2 separate regions of the Danio rerio genome follow, and region 1 is linked to region 2. The links are chromatin contacts, called in public Micro-C maps. All regions are on one chromosome and are shown on one strand. The core of a region is the stretch at or near the end of the contact, and the rest is flanking DNA. Distances in the headings are between cores, read along the strand shown.

Region 1 (7,032 bases), core at 207-2,706, 140 kb after region 2:
CACATTTAAAAATTGCACATTCATCACACTACATTGCACTGATTCATTCAATTCATTTTGAATTGTATATACCCATTGTACATATACATTTGTAATTATGTTTATATCTATCTGCACACTTCTGATTATTAACAGCAACCTGTACATATATTTATCATTGTTCATCTCTGTTCATAGCTAATACAATATATAGTACATTCATCTGTAAATATTACCCACCGTTTTTCTATAACTGCACTTTATAACTTATACCTATATCATGCATTGCTGCTATTGCACTACTGGTTAGACCTAAAGATTGGGCAGCTTTACAGGAGCATTGGAAAATTGAGACCCGTTTAAAATGATTTAAGACCTACAAGTTAATATTTCTGCAAATTTTTAACTTTTTAAGGCCTAAATTTTAGTTTTTGATATTTAAGACATTTTAAGACCCCGCAAAGACATCCTGGAATTAGATCTACATATAAATACTGATAACAAGAACAATTGTCATCATGAATATAAAGAATACACACAATTTAGTCACCTTGACTTGGAAAGATTCATGGCTCACATTTTCCAGCATTAGTTCCACGCAGCTGTTGTAACGGTGTCTCATAAATATATGATATTTCTCTTCAGCACTGCGATCACCTGAAATTAAAATCAATCAATATTAATATTAATACCAATAATATGCGCCTACTATAATATATAGTTGTTATTGTTTTGTAAGAGTAAATTAGGTACACATGAATCATGGTTTACGGAGGAGACCACCCAAAGTGACATTCAGGGCGACAGTAATATCAAAACGCTGTTGATTACAGAAATACCAAAACAACTGTGTCATGATATAATAATGTATTATATTTATATTCATGTGAAACAATTAATGAACTTTGTTTTTAATGTTTTGTCTACATTATGTCATTTGCAACATTCATTTGATGAAGGACCAAAATCGTACATCTAATGCAGTGAGCTATATGTAATCTTTGCCCTTGGTAAACTGGTAATCGGTTCACTGGACAGTCAAATTAACTCAGTATACATCATCTGAGGTAAAACTAAAACGGGTATTTATTTACCTTGCGCGAGATCTTCTTCTTTGGGCAGTTCACCAACAAACAGATCTCCTCTCTCTATCAGCTCACAGAAGATCTTACTGCACGCGTTAGTGGCAAAAATGATTTCTTTTTCCTTTTCGGACTGCAATAAGAAACGCATGTTTATATAGAAAGTAACGTTAGAGTTAATTCAAAGAACTTTACAAAATGTGTTGAATTCCTCTGAGATTAAAAAAAGCACAGACCTGCAAATATTCAATAACGTCGAATATATCGTTGGCATGTTTTTTGTTTTGAAGTATAAGATCTGTTTTAGTATTTATAGCTTTCTTATATGAAACCTGGTTGTTATGTTCTTTCACGTTGCTGTCCCCGGACGGCGCCATGATGGTTTCACGTGTTTCTGGTGTGCGTTCATGTCAAAAGGTTATGTCGCCTCTAGTGGTCAGCTGCTGTTTTGCCATTGAAATGAATTAAGCTGCTAGAACCATAGACTGTGGTTAGAACGTGAGAAGAATTTTTTTAGAACGCCTCATTTTAATTTAAACGAATACGTTTGAAATTCTAACGGGGTATTTTTTTAAGAATAAACTAAGCCCATAAAATGTTTTTCTTCAGTGTAAATGATTATTGAGCAGACTCCTCTTCTGTTTTCGTGTGACACCTGTTCCTTTTTACAGCGCCCATGACGTTGGACCAATCAGAATTGTTTGTGGTTACATAGCAATGCATTTTTTTATTTAGTACAAATTTAGGGTCTAATTTCCATTTGTATATTGTAAAAACAACAACAACAACAACAACATACATACATGCATATATAATAAAATAAATAGATAAATACTTAAAGGTGACTACAGTAATTGATTTGGCTTCGTTGTCATCAAAAAGAACAAAACCTCTTAACATTACCAAACTGTTATCGTTGAACACAAAATTAAACAAAGGAGTCTTAATAAAAGCTTTTTTTATTTCAGAATTATAATAATGCAAACTTAGGAATTGAATTCTCACAAAAGTAAAACAAAAAAAGGAGAACCGTTTCCTTTGGTTTAGTCAGATGCATTTCCATCTTCGTCATCATCCTGAGGACAAAAAAAAGCAACTTATAAATAGTGAATAATTCATGATATATTGTACACATTAGGACAAAATATACTCTGGATCAATTAAGAATACTTCTCTTTTGTTTAAAATGATGAGATCAAGATTATTCCACAAGACATTAATCAAAAAGAAGTCTATTCAAAAACATTGACCAAACGTGACTGCATTCTAAAACTTAAGTTTGGTTAAATGAAGACTTGTTTCATTTCTGGATGAATGATTTTGACCAGATATCTAGATTCTAAAACAAATAATCCAAAAGTAATTTTAACAGTTACTTACCATCACCTAATGGCATACAGATTTAATGTACCATTTTCATTTGACGTTTCTACATCCTTTCAAAAAGTTATTTCTTAGCATGTTTTTAATCTCAAAATTTCAAGTTAATAGCTCACAATTTAGAATATTTTTCTTTGTGCTGTAACGTTATCACACAATTACAAGTAAATAGATCACCAATCTTATTTTCATGAAGTCAAAATGCAAGAAATAGAGTCGCAATTCTAAGAAAAATAGTGCAAGTATAAGAATTTTAGAAGTATAAAGAAATTGCAAGTTTAAGAATTTGCAAGTTTACGCAAGATAAAAACTTAGAATTAAAACTAAATCAGAATAGAGAAATGCAAATGACAATTCTAAAAAATTTCAAAAATATAAACTCAAAATCTGAAAAAAAAAAAAAAAAGTTATTGCAGATGTGCAAGATATGGGGCCCTATCATACACCCGACGCAATAAGGCGCAAGACGTGTTTTGCGTGATTTGTTGCTATTTTCAGATCAGTGCAACTGTAATTTTCACGTTTTGCACCACACTGTTTAAATCAGGGGTGTTCAACCCTGTTCCTGGAGATCGACCTTCCTAAAGAGTTCAGCTCAAACCCTGATCAAACACACCTGAATCAATTAATTAGGACCTGTACAGCACTTGATAATTACAGGCAGGTGTGTTTAATATGGGTTGCAACGGAAATCTGCAGGAAGGTCGATCTCCAGGAACAGGGTTGGTCACCCCTGGTTTAAATAGCAAATCAATTTGTGCCACTCTGTTATAATAATGTTATCATTATTAGCAGTATTATTTATTTTATGCATATTTATATTCGTTTTGATAAAAACAAGTTTTTATTTGTCCACTTGTCAGGTTTTGAAGATGTATGCGTATATGGAGGATATGAATAAGACGTGTGGTTGGATATAACTTGACCACACTTCATTATTATTGTTAATTTATTCGTTTGCTGGAAAATAGAACTGAATTTAGAAATCGTTTTGAAACAAAATGCACTTAAACAACGATATTAAATATGTAGGCTAATGGATGTCTTCAGTTAAGTGCATACAACACCGTTTCCTTAATCCACGAAAGTCAATGAGTAAAATAAAGAGTAAAAGTAAAGAGAAAGTTAAGAGGCTCAATGGAGGAGGCTCATTCTTTATCCTCACACAGATGGTCTGCCTAACTGTTTTCTCGCTAGTGAAGCATTCGGTTGTTTCACTTACAAAGTCCGCCATGTAAACAGCAATTGTGCCATAGCGTGACGCTACTGATGCAAGCATATTTTTCCACCCTTAAAATAGCAAAAGGGGATTCTGACACAGCTATAATGCTTTTGCACCATGCGCTTTAGACTTTGTGCCTAGATCGTTAAAAAAGAGCCCATAACTTACAACTGCCAGCAAAAAAAGTCAAAGTTGTCAGATTTAAAAACTTGAATTTGTCTTAAAAATAGTCAAAACTGCAAGGCAAAAAGTCAAAAAATTTATACTGCATAATAATATATACTACAACTGTGATAAAATACCCACTTTGCGGTCTTGATTTCCTGTGGCCGTCTCTTCGAAATCATGAATACACAGCGACGTCATCCAATTTACCATTGACTTCTCATTGAGCTCGGTGTCCACGATAGTAGGATATATGTGCTTTTCCTTAAAATCCGCAATGGCTTCTTCCTGCTCGGTCCATTCAAGAGTCTCGTGAATGCCATCTCCTCCGAAACGTTTGTTGTAGCCATCGAAATGCACCCGCTCCAGCACCAGCCCGAGCCCCGGAGCTTTGGGAACACCAACTTTCTCCTCTCCCCAGCTCTTCTCTATCACCCCTTCATCCACGTATCCTTTAACCACAGCGATCACGAGGCCGATCATCTTGCGGATCTGGTGCATCATAAAGCTCTGGCCTCGGACTGTGATGACGGCAAATTCAACGTCTTTCCTGATGAATGGCTCCCCGCAGGACATGTGGGTGATGTAGCGCATGGCACTGGGGTCCCGGTGGCCCTTCTGCGAGGTGAAATTGTGAAAGTTGTGGGTGCCTTTGTACAGGCCGAATAGCCGGTTGACCGTCTGAAGGGTGTCTGAGGTCAGACGGAAAGACGTGTCCTCCTGGTTATAGTCTTTCGGGGAGAAGGCCACAGTGGGCAGCATGTAGGAATAGGTGCGGGCGTAGCAGTTGTTTTTGGAATTGAAGCCACCGGTGACTCTTTTGCAACCTGGAAGTTTGAGAAGAGTTAAAAATATGACATGGAGATGTTGGTCAGCTTTTGTTTTTGCTAGCTAAAACAGTTAAAAAGAATGATCGCTGTAAAAAATGCAGGGTTCCACATAATTAATTCCTGTTGTCCCAACCCAAATCAATTTAGTTAAGATAATTGGTTGACAAATTTAATTGAACTGAACATAAAACAAAGGGTGACATGGTGACTCAGTGGTTAGTAATGTCGCCTCACAGGAGGAAGAAAATTTGATGCATTTCTAATATTAACACACTTTTAGATTCCCATTGTTGCGCATTTCTGCTGTGTGATTGGCTTTTAGATCACCGTAGAGTAAAAAGTGCAGAGCTTATCATTGTTATTGACATAAATTTTATCTTGATTTGATAAAATATTGTTAATCGGCCCAGCTCTACTACAAATAACTAAAAAGTACAAATTAAACTGAAAATTATCAAATAAAAACTACAAATATTCACGGAGTAATAGAATAACAATAAAGAAATGGCATTTTACAGTAAATATGCAAAAAGAATCTCAACCTAAAACTCTGATTTGCGGTGGCAGATGAGCATTGATTTTCTCCAGGATGTTCTCAATCATCCACACCTTCAGGGAAACAACTTGACCAACAGCAGAAACACCCTGTCAATGCAACGAGAGGACATGAGTTATTGTGGTATATCGTTTCGGTTAATATTTTAAAATTGATAAAATGTTAGTATTTATTTGCTAATTGCTTTTATTTTATTTTTTTTAAATACAATTCTTATATTTTTAATTTTATTATTTTAAAATGTCCAATTTTCAAAACATTTCTGAAAGTATAAAAAATATATATATATATAAAATAAAATATATATAATCAGCATCATTTTAGTAACATTGGGATACTATTATTTTTTTCATATTTTTTTTCAACCAATTTTTATTTTTGTTATATAAATTACATAATTACAGTAAAGTAAATGATAATGCAACTATTTTAACATATAGCTTATTTCAAGTAAAACAACTGTACGATAACGTTCACTAAAATAAATGGATTTAATATATTCTTTAAAAAATTAAAGTCTTCACCTTATCAGTTCGTGCACTCCTCTGGAAAGACATCTTCTTCATCTCTTCTGCATGGCCTTCAGGGATACATCTGGCTCCAACAAGAGCTGTAACCAGTTCATCCTCAATCGTTTTGAACTGTGAGTTTCTTGCATTTCTCTAAACGAAAAGGATTGCTATTATTAAAAGGGTGAAATATAAAAAGAGAATCGAGATTAACAATAAAAAATGTGTTCATTTGATATACAACAGCATATGTCCCTTTTTAAAAAAATCTGAGCAAAAAACAATATCATATAACCAACATTTTAACGACAAGACAAACCACTTCAAAGACATTCAGTGTAACAGCAGTTCATAAACCTGAATTTAGAACAAGATTCATTTATTGAATATAAAAAAGCTCTATATAAATATCTAATTAAAGACTAACCAATTTTACCTTTATTTATCTTCTTCATACTATGCAGTGGTGGAAGGAGTACTGAAAAATCATACTCAATAAAAAATACCATTACTTGCCCCAAAATGTAGTGCAAGTAGAGTAAAAGTATCTGCTGTGAACATTAACCAAAGTATTAGTAAAAACAGCCCTTTTAAAAGTACTCAAGAATAGTGAGTATTACACTGTGAAAGCTTAATGCTTTTACATGCAATTTGTGCGTTTGTGTAAAAACATAATACAATCTGTAGTGATTTTAGTTATTGTTTAAGGTCATTTTAGTCCTCACACAGTAGACTACTTCATCCTCATCTAAACCAGGGGTGGCCAACCCTGTTCCTGGAGAGCCACCTTCCTGCAGATTTCAGTTGCAACCCATATCAAACACACCTGCCTGTAATTATCACGTGGTGTTCAGGTCCTAATTAATTGGTTCAGGTGTTTGATATGGGTTGGAACTGAATTCTGCAGGAAGGTGGCTCTCCAGGAACAGGGTTGGCCACCCCTGATCTAAACAGTCTCTCAGTGATTGTGTGCAATAATTGTGTGTCTTCTTGGACACTTTTAAAGCTTCCACGCTGTACTTATTTGCTGTGTTTATGAAACACCCATTTCTTGAGGTTGTTCTGTATGATGCTATTTTTCAACAAGTGATTTGATTGGATGGAAATTACAGGACAGATTATTTTACTTGCTACAGTAATTTGAGTATTTGTAATTTGTTACCTTTACACCACTGATATTATGTATATATCTTTCATTACATTCAGTTTTTCTAATGAATCAGCGAGTATTTAAGCAAATACACAATTTAAAAAAAGCATTACTAAAATTTATTCTGTCATATATTGCAACAGTATGGGTCAAATGGAT
Region 2 (6,935 bases), core at 1,951-4,450:
GAAAGTATTTACATTTACCACATGAAATAGTAAGTTTGGTGTGAAGTAAAAAAGCACAAAGCCAATCTTTACCAATCTCTTGCCAATCCTGTTAGTTTGTTAAATGTAAGTTAATTGGATGTTAATGGCACAGAAAAACACTATCTTGATCATTTAAAGTGCGTGTAAAATGGAAGTTGCACCACACTTTTATTACAGTATGATGATGTATTTCTGAATGAAATTAAATATTGAGAAGGAAGTGGGAATTTGTTTTTGCGCAAGTCACATTTCTAAGTATCATGTTTAAACTGTATGTTCCCTAGTTTGTTTGTTTGTTTGTTTGTTTTTTCATAGATCTGAGGTAAACTACCTGTTGGCGCTAACAGTATGCCAAAAAATGTCACATAAATTGGAATTTTAACTTACATTGGTAACATTTAACACTGAATTAAGCAAATAAAAAGCACCTGAGGTTATTACTGTCCCACTAGTTTATGCTGTTGTTCAGCCGGGACATCACAAAAATAGAAACGGTTTCTAAAATTAAGCATTGCCATCATGCATGGTTGGACAAAACATTTATCATGGGAAAAAATGTGTAGCAGTCCCGCAAAGCACATAGTTAAGAATATGATTTACGACTAACAATTTGTGCTTAAAGCACTAGTAAAATAATTATTGTTCATTTTTATTACATTTAGACTTTAAATTGACAGACACCAAAAACTGTGGAGAAAATGTCTAATAATTAATGTTGTGGATGCTAATGTTTATCATTACAGTGATTTTTTTAAAGTCAGTTTTGGTGAGTGTGGGTCTTAAAATGCTCACTTTTGTTAACAACGCCTTTCATTGAAAATCTAATTGCTAAAGGACTAAAGATTACCATTTTCTCTTGGATGATTTGAGTTTCATAAGGTTTAACCAAAGACGTTTTCAAGTTTTTGTTTCACAATGAATGTTTTTCACCCACTTAGGGCATAGACAGGCATTTGGCCAAAGTCTGCCTACACAGAATACTTATACGAGACACAAAAACATTTTAAAACAAAGGTCAGCTTGAGTCAATCAATGGATCCAGTCATTAATGTAAGCGCAAATTCATGGAGTCTCAATGCTCAAGTCAATAAAAATGGAATTATGATGGATTAAAAGCAATATAGCAACATTCGTCAATAACTTCATTACAAAAGCTTGGTTTTTTAAACTCTTGGGAAAAAATACTTTACAAAAACAGTGACATCAGTGTTGGAGAAAGTTACATTTGAAAGTAATGCATTACAATACTGAGTTACTCCCCAAAAAGTAACTAGTTGCGTTACTTTGTATAGTAAGTAATGCATTACTGTACTTTTGAGTTACTTTCATACCTACCTGAGGTTTGATCTCTTTCAGAGCTTGCAGGGTTTTTTTTTTTAATAGAGGAGCGCTGCATTTAATAAACACTGTATAACCTACACCTTTATCACTTAAAAACTCTAATAAAAAAATTAGAATAATGGTACCTTCTGAGAACTTCATGACACTATACATGCCATATATGCAAATTAAATAAAGTTGAAAGCAATGTGCATCTTGTTCCGTAAAATCACTGTCCATTGAGACCATCTCCTTTTCTTCCATGTGTTCAAAACTATGAGGACAGAAATGTAAGGCTGTGTCATATTGGTTTCTGTCTCATTTTCTCATTGAGTGTACTTAGATGTGATTACACTCATTTTAATTTAAGTAATAAGTTACTTTACTCGTTACTTAAAAAACTAATTGCTAAGTAACTCGCGTTACTTGTAATGCATTACCCCCAACATTGAGTGACATACAGTCTTCCACCACACCATACTTTTCCTCATACCATCCAACAAAAATACTTGTAGACTCAATCACAAGGCTCCCCCTGTCGGTTAACATTTGCAGATTCACTCCAACAAATAAGCATGGTTGTGTGTTTGATTACCTTAAAGTTTTCCGTCTATTAAGAATTAGTTAAAATGCAAAACAAACATTTATGTCATAAATAAAACTGCAAGGCTTTTAAAATAATCTAATAATCTAATATACAGTCACAACATTTCTGAATGCCTATTCCTATGAGACTTCCTAAAGTGGCTACTCCTGTCAAAATGACACCCTATTTAAATATGTACAATACTTAATTAATAGTTTATATAATAATATGAAATTATTCATTAGATCAAATGTAAATCAACTAAGAATTAGATCCGCTAACGTGCCTCTGGACAAAAATAAATAAATCACAACTACAGAACTTGTGAAATATCATACACGATTAAATCAGATGCTTTATTTGCTTACTATATATATATATATATATATATATATATATATATATATATATATATATATATATATATATATATATGCACTATTTATAAAGCAAATTTACATTAAGAACTTTTCAGATTTCAAAATTACTACATAAAAGGGTCTCTTTTTATCCAAGGATATCACACTACACCTTTCCAGGAAAGCACACGTCAATAAAAATAATTTTACATACGTTTACATATATATGCATCATATAACTTCATTTTAACCCAATATCACTGATGTTGACAACTGCTTTAGCACCAAGTAGCCTTAGCCACAGCTTCCTGCACGAGCCACGCTGCAAACTACAGGTATCTCTTAAATATTCCCAAACACAAGAGTACAGCGGGCTCGGTGTTTGTCCGAGCAGCGAAGGGAATCATTTGTGGCTGATGTACAATAATATAATGTGCACTAGTGTTGTATTTACGATAACACCACAGCAGCATCTGAAGCCGGATAGAGCCCCGGAACCAGCATAACAATCACCTTGCCGTAAACTAGCAGCACAGTACGGATGTATTCAGGTTTCCAGGCAACAGCAGCCGCACTGCAAAAAATGAAGAGGCCGCCCCATTATTTGCCTTCACAAAGCTTCACTCGCACTTGCTCGCACAAAAGCACCGAGCTTTCGCATCGAAACAGACCGACAGGCGGGCTCTTTGAAAGACTCGTTACGGAAACCTGCCCGGGAGAGCCGCTGGAAGATCACCCGGCTGCTATAGGTGCCTCAAAAGGTCTATCAATCAGTAACTGTGTCAAATTGAGTAAAGCATAACGATAACACAGATGAGCAAAGTTAAAATGTGGAATCGCTGCTCTGCTCTTACCTCAGTTTTCATTGAAGCCATGGCTCCTCAGCCTGAGACCCCGCCCACTCACGCACACGTCACTGATTCATTTTTGTTCCGAGCTATGTGGAGTAGTGAATTCCCAGCTCATTTCCAAGAATCGGTTCTTTTGAACTGCTTCAAAGAATTAACAGCGATTCGTGTGTTACGCTTTGACGCCATCTACATGCAGACAATTGCTTACCATCAATGTTTTTTTTATTGCAAAAATAGGCAGATAGAAATGCAAACAGATTGAAGTACGGTACATGCAAAGCAAATGTTACTTTTTTTGCAACAAGTGAAATGTCACAATTTTATAAAGGAAAGACAATGAGAAAGAAAGGGGGCACATGAAAAAATAATACAAATTAATGCAGAATATTAAATAAAGCACATGCTTTATAAGTTTTAATTGCTTTCTTGTTATGAGACTCCGAGATTTACAAATAACGTGTAGTACAGACGTCTCTAATTGTATTATTACACTGTAAAAAATCCTGGTTGCCTTACATTTTTAAGCTGAATCAAAACAACATTATGAGTTCATTGAACTTATGTTAAACTGTCTTAAAACAGCTTGCATAACTTAAAATTAAAATTAAGTTAAAACATGATCAACTTAAATAAGTAAAATGAACTAAAACACATGCTGTCAGGACTAATTGCTCATATATTTTTTTACAGTGTAGCAATTTTGAAGTGTTAATACAAACTAAAATACATGATGTTAATTAAAATAAATAATATCCTATATTAAATTACAAACTCAATCATCTGTTCTTGATTTGGAATCAGACATGTCTGAAAATATGTTTTTAAGCCCATATAAAATCTGCACTTGCAAAAATTCGCAGATTCCGGCCATGGTGCAGATGCAATCTGAGCTGCATGCAATGCTTTTTAATGGGCTCACCTAACCCCACCCCTAACCCTACCCGTCACAGTGGCGTCACTAGCTCTATTGAGTGCATTGTGTCTGACAATGCATCGATGAGAGATGCAATCTCAGCTTGCAATATAAAGACTGCATCCACATACTATTACGCAGAAATTCCAGCCCATCATTCAATCTATTTATTTGGGCTACTGTAAATATATATGTTTCCACTTTTCATAATAAGATTAGTATTATGAATAATATTCAAATATTAAGAAAACTTTTGTATAATACTTTTTAGTAAATTAATATTTTCTGTCTTTCAGTGGATGTATTAGACGTATAAAAGAGACCTCTAGCTTTGTCAACCAAATAAGTGTTTCTAATTAGATTTTAATTGTGAACTTTACATAAAAGTTATTATATTTTTATGTGTTTTCAGGTCTTCCAATTTAAAAATCATTCAGCATGAATCCACAGATTTTATTTTATTTTTTTTACAAAACTCTGTGCAGAAATAGGAAAAGAGATTATATCTGGCCCTCAGTGGTTCATTGATTCATTGATTCAGTTTTGTGTCAAATTTTAAAGATGTGTTGACTCCACTGTTCAGACTCATTCAGGGTGTGTTGACGCTTGACAAATTTGGTTAAAATAAGCAGATCTGCTTTAAACACATGGTCATCTGCACGTGACATATTTCATTTGATAAGAATTAACATGTACTGTACATGAACACAACCCACTACACACAATATTGATTCAGAAGTTCAGTAAATTATGTCATAAAAGCTGCTTTAATTTTCTATAGGTTTAAGCTGCAGTCACTTTTCTCCCCATAGACTTCCATTTATAATCAGTCAGACCGAAAACGCAAGTTCGTGTGACAAGTTTCACAGTTCATTGCGTTGCAGTTCAAGCTTGGTGAACTCTGACATGTGAAATCGTATCATGTGCCTGTGTGAGACCAATCGAAGATCAAAACATGACCTCTCTTAACAGAAATTTAAAACATGGACTCCATCCCTTATCGCAGTGCTGTACAACAGAATTCCGCACACGCAAACTCTAGTAGGACCACAGCTTTAGTCTTTAAAGCATAAGTCTGACTCGATTCCTGGAGGGCCACAGCTCTGCACAGTTTTGCTCCAACCCTGAACAAACACAGCTGATCCAACTCATGAATCTTTTCAACACCACGATTTGTTGGATCAGCTGTGTTGGATCAGTTGGAGCAAAACTGTGCAGAGCTGCGGCCCTCCAGGAAGTGAGTTTGAGACTTGTGCTTTAAAGCATGAATTCTAAGCAAACCAGGACTAAATAGTATGGACCAAATTAATCAAGAGAGCCAAATTTTATATGTGAACATAACCTCAGTCTCATAAACCAATCTTTCAGGCCAGATTTATCAACAAATGGTTCAATGCTTATTTTTTAATTTGTACACTGCTCACCCTTGATAATTGTACATAAATAAATAATATTAGAATCATGTCTATAAAACCACTCTGAAACCAGCCATGAGCGCAGCCAAGACCACAAAATCGGCATATGCAGAAGAAATTTATTTCAGGCCACCCATAAACATTCTCCAAACCCATTTCTTCTCTTTCAGAGTGTGTGCCATCCATCCAGACTACACACCCAATGTCCATGTCCTCGTGTAACACAGTGATAATGATGGATTGGGATCAGTTTCTATGGCAACAGGAAAGAGGCAGCAGGCAGTTCTGGGGTGAAGCTGGTCTCCTTGATCTTTTACCCCTTATTTCCTTCTCATGCCATTCTGAAAAATGCTCCATGAGAATTACATCGAGCACCAGGACATCAACGCTGTTCTAAGTTTTATTCCTTATATTTACCTTATGTCAAAATAAAGAAGTACATTAAGTGCTACACAACAGACAGTTATCCTTATGTGTTTTTAGTTTTGGCTTCACTCTCAAGAATCATGCTAATTCATACTAGAAACATGCTAGCAGCATGACAATTCTTACCGGAAACATGTTAGCAATATGCTAATTAATACCACATTTCTGTTAACATGTGAATTCACAATAAAACATGCTAATCATACTAGCTACATGCTAATAACAATAATTCGTGTTAATGTGCCATCTATCTATCTATCTATCTATCTATCTATCTATCTATCTATCTATCTATCTATCTATCTATCTATCTATCTATCTATCTATCTATCTATCTATCTATCTATCTATCTATCTATCTATCTATCTATCCATCCATCCATCCATCCATGGTTGACCAGCTAAAACCAGCCAATCAACCTAGGCTGGTTTTAGCTGGATTTTTCAGCAGGGTATCTATCTATCTATTAGCCTAACACAGTGCTTAAAAAATTGCAATGTGCTAAGAATCATGCTGTTAAAACAAGTTCATTAAAACATCCCGGCTGAAAAAAAGGTATGTCTTGACGCTGGTATGCTGGTTTCAATGCTGGTCCAGGGGGGCTAATAATTCTGTCTTCAACATATTTCAATATGCTGATAAGATACAGTTGATGAGCTAATTCCTTATAGCAGTGTAGTAACCATTCATCCATCCATTCATCGCATAACTACATGCTAGCAACATGGTAAAGTGTGCTAAGAAGCATGCTGTTAAAACATATTAGTTCATTAAAACATATAAAACAGATTTAGCAATTAATGCTAAAATATGTTAGCAACAAGCAGTTAAAATGTGCTAATACTTGCTCTCAACCAGCGTGAAAATATATTAGCAGCATTAGAACGTGTTCTGTGTGATTTTCTCTTCATGTCACCAAATCATTGATTCTTAAGTGGGACATGGGTAAAAAAAAAAAGTTGTACTGATACAAATAAAACATTTTTATTTTATTTTACATACTTACCCAGCTAACATGAAACGCTCCCAGAATATTTAGTAAC

The links. A called contact is a pair of places that touch in the nucleus more often than the background predicts.
Region 1: a Micro-C map of caudal fin shows a contact between it and region 2, with 2.9 times the contacts expected there. The contact joins the promoter of noc4l here to the promoter of ehmt1b in region 2. A contact is called at or near these places in 2 of 18 Hi-C or Micro-C datasets (caudal fin and an unstated tissue).

The regions. Positions count from the first base shown.
Region 1 is chr21:16,230,506-16,237,537 of GRCz12tu, forward strand. It overlaps noc4l (nucleolar complex associated 4 homolog), which reads right to left and starts at 1,457. Exons shown (of 15, transcript NM_001024397.1): 1 at 1,298-1,457; 2 at 1,074-1,194; 3 at 530-636. The coding sequence starts at 1,438. It overlaps pus1 (pseudouridine synthase 1), which reads right to left. Exons shown (of 6, transcript NM_001008603.2): 3 at 5,739-5,876; 4 at 5,201-5,303; 5 at 3,970-4,655; 6 at 2,005-2,137. The coding sequence ends at 2,105.
Region 2 is chr21:16,092,784-16,099,718 of GRCz12tu, forward strand. ehmt1b (euchromatic histone-lysine N-methyltransferase 1b) reads right to left here and starts at 3,201. Exons shown (of 27, transcript NM_001172564.1): 1 at 3,141-3,201. The coding sequence starts at 3,161.